Regions from separate parts of the Mus musculus genome. Here region 2 is linked to region 1. The links are chromatin contacts, called in public HiChIP or PLAC-seq maps. All regions are on one chromosome and are shown on one strand. The core of a region is the stretch at or near the end of the contact, and the rest is flanking DNA. Distances in the headings are between cores, read along the strand shown. Region 1 has its middle 26 kb from the start of Pik3c2g. Region 2 overlaps Plekha5 (pleckstrin homology domain containing, family A member 5).

What was found. HiChIP or PLAC-seq counts read pairs in DNA pulled down with a chosen protein or histone mark.
Region 2: a contact with region 1 is called in a FOXA1 HiChIP or PLAC-seq map of pancreatic cancer cells. The contact joins two enhancer-like sites. A contact is called at or near these places in 11 of 484 Hi-C or Micro-C datasets (cerebellar granule neurons, cerebellum, cerebral cortex and 7 more), 3 of 115 datasets of contacts at active chromatin or transcription factors (T-cell acute lymphoblastic leukemia, astrocytes and pancreatic cancer cells) and 1 of 9 other capture datasets (embryonic stem cells).

Annotation. Positions count from the first base shown.
Region 1 is chr6:139,585,509-139,590,150 of GRCm38.p6, reverse strand. No RefSeq gene overlaps it. Among named protein-coding and RNA genes, the nearest start is that of Pik3c2g, 26 kb to the left of the region's middle. Within about 2 kb of position 2,505, at least 33 of the 459 cell types and tissues checked have an H3K27ac peak or open chromatin away from gene starts, as enhancers often do. A contact at or near this core is called in pancreatic cancer cells, where this site is marked.
Region 2 is chr6:140,546,128-140,550,769 of GRCm38.p6, reverse strand. It overlaps Plekha5 (pleckstrin homology domain containing, family A member 5), which reads right to left. Exons shown (of 31, transcript NM_144920.3): 12 at 1-9. Among named protein-coding and RNA genes, the nearest start is that of Aebp2, 75 kb to the left of the region's middle. Within about 2 kb of position 2,544, at least 128 of the 459 cell types and tissues checked have an H3K27ac peak or open chromatin away from gene starts, as enhancers often do. A contact at or near this core is called in pancreatic cancer cells, where this site is marked.

The DNA.
Region 1 (4,642 bases), core at 1,256-3,755:
ACCACTATGACGATATTGAACTGACAGCAATGCGCGTCTCTAGCTTGCAAAATTCCAGGCTCCATAGACCCGCTAGACCTTTGCACATAGAACAATTTGTTCAAGTCAGCACCTTAACCCTCCGTGCCACATGTGACTCCGGAGAACTTTTGCTCTTTTCTCATAATAAATAATCTTCCCCCCGCCCCCGGGCTTCCTTTTTGTCCCTACAGCTGAAGTTTTGTATTCTCATTTTTGACAACTGACTCTAATTATAACTTTCTATGGTCATCTATAATTTCTATGGTCATCACATAGATTTTAGCGTGCAGTTATATGACCCAAAATGACATTCATACGGATGTACTAGCCGAGCACTAACAAGACAAAGAAACAAAACAGAAGTCGGCATATTTTTGGATCAAACTGATACATTTTTCTGATAATAGCAATTTTGTTCATGTGTCTATTTTCCTTATTTGAAGTATCTAAACGTCTGTGTACAGCTATTTTCCAGACAGCAGGTGAGATCACAGGAACGTATGCATAGCTTTACTCGGCTTGAAGAGAGGAAAACAGGGCGAGTCCGCGTTCCCTTTTCCAAATTTCATCTAAGGTGGTTGTAAATGACCTTGTATCTTTTTCTCTTTCTCCGCGAAGCAAACTTTCTTTTAACTGTTGGAGAGCGCCACCTTGTGGACTTGAAAAGCTTCTCCAGTTGCTGCTTCCCATTTGTGGGTGGAAGGATTAGCGCTGAGGGCGGCAAGCTTGCCTCCTGAAGTCAGGCTAAGTGCCATTCAGGACAAGCTGACCTCTAGCACTCCCAACAGTTACTAGGTTTTCACTAATTACAAGTTATTCGTTTGGTTTGCCTGGGACAGGAAACAGTTGGCCTTTCCTGATTCTCATTACCAGAATCAAACGAAGCATGCAGTTCCTTAAGAATTCCGATTTGATTCAACTGTGTGTCCATTTTATGTATTCAAGAAAATACCACGAGCTCTGCTATTAAAAAAAAAAAAAAGCATTTGGAAAGGAACCAATGATAATTTCTGTGTTGGAAAGTTACTGGAGTCGAGTAAATATAGTCTTCAAAATGAGTGTTCTATTTGTGTTGGGATTTGAGAAAAAAAAATTTGAAAAAAAATCAAAATGTAAGCGAAGTACTTTGAATTAAGGACATCAGAAGGACTCAGAAGTCACGTCAGAACCAAGTCCTCTCTGAACTTACTGGGTTCTGTTTGACATACCTCTCATTTCCCTCCATCATATTAATAATGATCTATCAGACTCTCATATTGTTATCTGGGAAATATTGGGGATAGATTATGTACTATATAAACTTTGCTGATTCTTGTTATTTTGCGTGACAGTATGCAAAATGAGCATGTGAGAATCACTGAGTCTCATGGAAGTCGGCCCCTGAGAAGACACAGACCTGTCTGTCAGAGAGCTCACCCCGCACAGATTCACGTTAGCTGACCTCTTGCCTTCCGGGCCTACAGTGGCGTAGTTTGCTCTTTACCCTGGTCCATCCGTTTAGTCATGGCTCATTGCTAACCTGCCCTAAGGGCAGTCATACCACTGCCTCGCTCTGGAAACGCCCACGTGTCTGTCGTTAGGATTTGCTGTGCTTCGCTTTCAATTCGCTTCGTTCTGACTGGTTTATGTAAGCTGCAACCAAAGCGATATTCTCATGGACTCAATCTTCCAGAGGCCTCAACTTGATAACTTTAACTGTAACATATACATACAAGACATATTTATGCTTGAAATTTATTTTTCCATTAATCTGGAAACAGCTTTTTCACTTCTTACAACTAAATATCTTAGCAAATTTATTCCAAAGAATTTTGAAACTTTGAGAGAATTTTTTTGTTCTTTCTTTCTATTTCTTTCTCTGTCTTTTAATACACACACACACACACACACACACACACACACACACACACACACTCACACTCGAGAGCCTCTCCTGTTTCTTCTTATGAATTTTAACTTCTTTAGTTGCCTGTCAGAATTCTGTACTTTCTCTTGGTATATAGTTTAAACACGGACTTTAATAAGTTGTTCTTTCTATGTGCAAATATCTAGTGGTTTTGAAGCCCAGACCTTTGCAAACTTACAGCAGTCTTGTTTATATCGACACTAAATCATGTTGTCTACTGTAATACCTAGAATGTTCTTAAAACTTGCTTTATGAGTATCTTTAAATATTTTCCACAGTGCGTAGAATTTCGCTTTCCATCCCACAAGTGTAACTCACATTAGTAAAATGAAACTTTGTATCCGTCACGGAGAAAGGTCTCAGATTTGAAATTCTGTTTGGCAGTGAGGGGAAATAGCCAATAGGATTATGCGGTTCACATGGAAGCCATTTTCACAGACTAACAGACACAAAGTGATAATTGACAGCATAGGGATAATGACGCGCTTTTCTTGCTGTTGGCATCTTGAGAGCGCGGCAGTCATGACTGGGCTTCAGTCCTGCGTGCGCAGAGTCAGCGCCTGCAGCTGTCATCAGTAGCTTGAATTCGTTTACAGCATCCTATCCTTTCTTTACACTCGAGTTGCTCTTTGGAACAGGTGAAAGTAAGGCTCTATCGTGACATATAATTTGACCTTTCTGAGTCTTTAAAATTTATTTTTACCATGAACCTCAAAAATGAAATTATGGCAGTAATAATTCTTGCTATCTTCTGCCCTTTCGTGCGGTGTTCCTGAAGACAGTGTTAGAAATTAGCCCATACCCAGAGAAGCGAGAGAGAAAGAAAGGGAATTTTTGTTTAGACATTCCTAATTGCATATAAGAATTCACACTTTTAAATGGATCAGGAATTTCTACAACTGTCTTTAGCAAACATCGCATTGATAATCCCACTACAATGTCTCACAGTAGACCGTACCTTCATGTGTTTCGCTCCGTCTTTTCCTCCTCCGCCATCAGGAATGCCAAGAGGAAGCGGCCGGTAGCTCGGGCTGTGGGTAATAATTTACTAATCACCAAAGGGGGCTGTTCGCTGTTGGCTTATCTTATCAGCTGCTACGCAAATAAAACTGCACGTTCCCCCGGATTTGTTTGAGCACCATAAGTGACTGGTACGACTACTCTCTCACATTTTCCTGTTACGTTTCCGTCATCACCTGTTTTTGCAGCAGCTTAGCAGGGCAGGCAATGAGTGGTAGCAATAACCTGGGTGTTTAAACCTTGCTGTTTCACCAACTTCCTAGAAGAGGTATGGAAAGTTCCAACAGAACAGCGGCTTGCCAGGCCTCTTAGATGCTATTAGCCTGTGAGACGCTTACAGAGACGGTGCTGGCAGCGCGGGTCTAGTCTCTGACTTCTCTTTACTTCTACTGACTTAATTCCTCTCTTCAGGTTTAGAGTTCTATTCAGCTCTGCTGGAAACTTTCTGGTAACAATTTTTAAAAATAATCTTGAAGTTTAACATCATTGAAGAGAGTGTCCATGGCTTGAGATATAGCATATGTGAAATTAAATTATATTAAATTAAAATAGAAAAACATGTAAAACATGTATTTGTCAATTCAACTTAAAAACCAGTATCCAATACCACATAGTGAAATAACTAGACATTTTGTAAAAATGTGCTATGTGTCATAAACAAACAAAGGAACATATTGGCATTCATTTTAAAGCTTTATGAAAATTATGAATAATTGAATTCCAATGACTGGTTTTGATTTTTTATCAGAATGTAATATACTTTCATACTCAGCCTCTCTGTGTTATCTGTTTAGAAAGGGACGACTGTTTTACTATCGATTTTGGTCCTGTGGATATTGCTACTTAATATTATATAAAAAGTTCTCGAATAGCAATTTCTTAAATATTAGTTACAACATAGAAGCAGTAATCCAACTAATAAATAGCTCATGTAGGATTACATTAAACATCACTAATTATTTTCCAACATTATTTCCTTCTATGACTTGGAAATATGGAACTTTGTTTACTCGGAAGAGTCAGATTTACTGGGCCACATCGTGTTACAAATATTACTATACTTCATTTCACAAGCCAAACTAGCCATATTTGTGAAGTTCATCAGTGACCTGAATCTTGAAGCTCTCAGGTCATATGAAGTTCAGAGTGACAGACACAGTGTTTACAAAATTTAACCTTTCACTCCAAAGGTGGATTTTGGCTGGAGGCGGGAGTTTTCTCAGTTCCTTTTCCTGAAACTACAATCTGACTCTTTCAGTTCTGAGGACCCCAAGGACCCAACACTAAAACGTCTGTCTAGCCAGTTTCTGAGTGACAATGGTGACACATGGCATCTTTGAGGCTAAAGAGATGGCTTGGCAGTTAAAAGCACTTGCTGAGTAGGGAGAGGACTCAGCCTTCCACATACAGCTCACAACAGCCTTTACCCCAGGGGGATCTGATGTCCTTTCTGGACACAGTATGTACTTGCATGTGAGGTTCATATACTTTTACACAGTCACACACATACATACATCAAGTAAATAATACATATACATTTTAAGGGAAGAAATAGTGTTCATTTCACTCTAAAGAGGGTTGATTTAGCTCTCTGTTAAAACTATTCTGTGTTTGCTTTTCCTGGAGACGCAGTGATCATTTCATAAGAACTTGGCCTTTAAATGCATGTGTCAGAGGATACCACAGACCTTCAGA
Region 2 (4,642 bases), core at 1,295-3,794, 960 kb before region 1:
GAAATTACTCTAAGATTAAAGAGAAGTTGTAAAAAATGAAAGTTGTAGCAAAATGGAGAGAGATAGCTCTATCTTTTAAAAGGACATAGCTTTTTGGCATGTGGAGTTGCTCAGCACGTGCAAAGCCCTGGGTTTGAACCCCAATACGTAACACATCGAAAGAGGAAAAGGAAGGAAGGACTCGTCAGCCAAAATGTTATATGAAGTATAAATCATTAAAAAGCTCAAGCTTTTTAGGTGAAATTCCATCTGGGAATGCAGGCTATGAATAGAATCCACAGTAATTCTAGGAACTGTCTGGCTTACGGAAGGAGCATTTGCCCATTCCGAGTGACAGTAAGAACATTAGCTCTTAACTCCAGGGCTTCTTAAGCACAGGTAGGTGGATCTCTAAGTTTGAGGCCAGCCTGGTCTGCAGTGAGACACTCCCTGTCTTAAAAAGCAAACAAAAAACCTCCAACAACCAACCCACTCTCCCCTCCCTGAAACCAAAAACCAAAAAACCCACCTCCCAAAATATTAACAAATAAAATTTAAAAAGAAATTATTCAAGAACTAATCTTAAGCCTTCATCTTTAATTGTGCAACTAGATAGATAGTAAGGCCCTGCCTTAAAAGAACCAAACAAAAAAGGTTAAGATTAAATTTCAAGTGTTCATCATAGCCTATCATTCTGTGGTACATACATTTGTATCCTAAGACAAAGTTACTGTAACCCAAAAAACTCCCAGGGCTATGGGAAAGGTGGTATGGCTTCCACGCACGCACGCACGCACGCACGCACGCACGCACGCACGCACGCACGCACGCACGCACGCCTGCCTCCAGGGCTCTAAGGACTGAACTTTCACGACAGGCACTCTTGGCCTTTCCTGCTTCCTCTGCCTTGTACTGTGTGAGGTGTCTGCAGCTGCTAATCACTACAAGAACTGGGGGGGAACTGACCTGCAGGGGTTTACTAAACTCCTAAAGAAATTTTATGTGTTTTTATTTATTTTATGCATATCAGTGGGTTAGCCTGCATTTTTTTGTGCACCATTTTCGTGCCTGGTGCAGGTAGAGATCAGAAGAGGGCACTGGATCCTGTGGAACTAGAGTTACAGATGGCTGTGAGCCACTAAGTGGGTACTGGGAACAGAACATAGGTTCAGTGCTCTTAATTGCTGAGGCACCTACTTCTCCAGCCCTTATTTTACTATCCTTAATAATCTAATTCTTTGGCTGATAAATAAGAAGCCAAAGATGTCTTTTTATTGTATATATATATATGTGTGTGTGTTCGTCTGTGTGAGTGAATGCTATGTGTGTGCCGGAGCACATACAAGGAGGACAGAAGAGTCAAATCCACTGCCCCTGCAGTTACACGCAGTTGTGAGCCACCCAACATGGTGCTGGGAATCGAACCTGGGTCTTCTGGGAAGTAGCAAGTACTTTGAACTGCTGAGCCATCTCTGGCTCTTGCAGAGTCTCTGACACGGACTTGTGACTGGCAGCAATGCGTCAATACTGTTCCAGCAGCTGTGGTGGCACCTGTGCACTCTGGAGGCATGCGGCAGGTCTAAGGGAGCTTGGGTTGGACAGGACCTTTCAACAACAACAACAAAACCCCCAAAGTCCTTCAACAGATATGACTGGGACCACATGTAACGACTGGGTGCACACTTGGCTATGAGGCACATACACTACAGTTAGTTAGTTCTTACTGGTATGTAAAATTATATTATTGTTATTCAGTGAGAAGTTCTCTTTTGGAGGGATATACCTTCTCTTTGTGATTATGGAAAATACTGCAATGCAGAGGGAAAGGCAGAGAAGGAAGGCACGCACACCTGCAACCCCAGGACTTGGGCGGGGGGAATACAGGCAGTTGGATCTCTGTGAGTTCAAGGCCAGTGCGGTCTGCATAGCAAGCTCCAGGCTACCCAGGTTATCATATCCATATTCTTTTAATGTCTGGCATCATAATAAGAGTTTGTGAATGAAAATGCCTACTTGTAACAATTTCCAGACATTTATATATAAATGAAAAAAAAATTCCTTCTTTTAAAAAACATCTGCTAAAGACATGTGTGCTGTGCATGAAATTATTTCTCTATTATAATGAATTAATTGAAACTAAAGCCATCAGGGGCTGGAGAGATGACTCAGCAGCGGAATGCTTGCTGCTCTTCCAGTATCCACATGAGGTGACTCACATCCACCTCAGCTTTCGGCCTCTTGGGCACCCCCAACCCCAGGCCCAACACCCATGATATTCATACCCAAAATGAAAATAAAAAACAGAAGTAAGCATAAGGAAGACAGAGAGCTTAGGAAGCAGTGAGCTCAAAAGGCTGTGGGTGCCTTGTGTCCCCACTGTCTGGTAGTCACACGAGTCCTCTCTAGCCACTGTGCTTTCTAGACTACAAGAGAGCTTATTGCCAAGCTGTCTAGAGCCTAAGGTCACATTACTCATTACTATTCAAACAGTCTGATCCCTTCAGTCATCTCTCCTGAAGAGTAAACATCTCCTCCATCATTCTGGCTCCTCTTTCAGGCTCTTGCAATGCTGTCAGTGGCCCCACCCCCTAAGGCCAATCATCGAGCAACCAACTCTGGGAGTGGAGAGAGGCACAGTGTCATGTGACTAGACCAGAGTTCAATCAGTTGTGGCTTTCTCTCCTGTTGCAACCCTCGGGCCCCAATTAGACTTCCCTCCCTCCTCTCTTTGATAAGACAAAAGACAGAGATCAGGGTCACAAATGAAGAGCTGGCAGCCCCACACCCATCTCTTCAGGTATGGCAGCCGGGGGAAGTTGATTCCATCCAAGACTCCACTCTGGCACTTGAGTGTCCATCTCAACTTAACCACCATGCCTTCCTTAAGAAGGTACAGAAGTACAGAATGCCACCATGGAACTGTATCAGCATGAGAAGGCACATGAATCGCCAGACTAAAATACCCCAGACGACTAATAGTGCAAAGCACAATGTGCAGTGACAGCACTTGTCAGTCTCTGAAGCATCACTGGCATGTGAGCCGCTGTATCTGCTCCAACTGCCACGCCCTCCTGTGCTATTACCCGCAGTGTTCCCATCAGCCTGGCTATGGACACGAGTTTGAAAGGTTCCGCCCTCTTTGAAACTTTGGGGGACTTCTAATAGAAAAACGGTTATTAACAAGTAAATTCATTTTTTTTGTGGTCTCATACATGGTCTAGCTTTAGGAGACCTGCTTTTCAGAGGTATAAAATATTCCATTGATTGCTGTCCTAACGAAATGTAAATTCAGCCAAGTGTGATTTAGTGTGAAGCAGAAAGCATAAGAGGCAAGCACAGGGAGCCCACTCAGCAGCTGCTGCCTATGATCTGCCCTGGGGCCAATCAAGGCTCGGCTACTCAGACACTCTGCAGCTCTGTTCCTCTCAATACAGGGACCTACCAACGTTAACCACCCCTGCTGCCTACTAGGGTCTCAGTAATTAAAGCAAGCCTTTCATAAAGAAGAAGAAATCAGTTATTTCATGGATTACAATGCTTCTTTTTACCAGTACAAGTTTGCAAATGTTTTTTGGGAAGGTTGATTTACAACAGTACATGATACTTTTCCAAGATTCAAAGAGGCCATGAGCCATCTGCAAAGAATGTGACACTTCAAGTACCCAGGGGAACGACAACACTGTGAACCTGTGAACCTGCAGACAGAACCCTTGTCCGAGCCATCAGTCCAGCCTTCGGGAGGCTGCCCACAGAAGAAAAGGACAAAGTCCGTGCAGGGGCTGCTCAACCTCACTGACACCACACAGGAAAACGTAAGTCCCCGATGTCTGCTACCCTCTCTACACTTTTAAACTAAAGAAGAAAATGTTTTATTTGAGATTTAAATAGAGAGGAAGCAACTTGGCCACCCTCCAGTCTGAATGTGACCTTTAGTCCTCCAAACCTTTTTGCCCTCAGAGCTGCTTCCTGGTTTCTGTCTAATCAAAGGCACTGATTTGTTTCCTGCTGAGAGTATATCAGCCGGCTGTCCAAGAGTTAAACTCTATTTCTCATCCAGTCGGTACGTAATCTGCTTACCTAGGACTGTGGTCCGTGTGAAAGTCAATCAGACAGTGTATGACACGAACCAACACACACCGTGGGAATGCTACATCAAACTAGTCAGTGTGTGTGTGTGTGTGTGTGTGTGTGTGTGTGTGTATTTCTGCATGTACCTTGCAATTCTGACACCGTCTTGGAGGCCAGATACAGAGGTACAGCAATACTGAGGCAGAGACAGGGGCATCTAGGAGTTCCTGGTCAAGCCAGTCAGAACCACATGGTGAGATCCTGTTTCAAAAACGAACAGTGTTTTCCCAATTTTCAAGTACTTTACAACTCAATCACTATGTTGTACAGACGTCTCTACAATGTATCCGGTAAAGTCAGCCTTATTCACAACTCTCTCTTGTGCAAACCCTGAAAGGGAACACACAGGATGTGGGAGACAGTGAGCAGCACCTCACAGGGGGGTGCGCTTGCAGCCTCGGGAGAGCTACCAAGGCCAGCCTACCAAGGCTTTAGAGCCACCCTCCTGAAGCTTCTGATACTGCAGGCCGGCACTGTACCTGAGCAGAGCTGGAACACACCCCCATGTCTCACAAGCTTCTGCAGTGAACTGAAG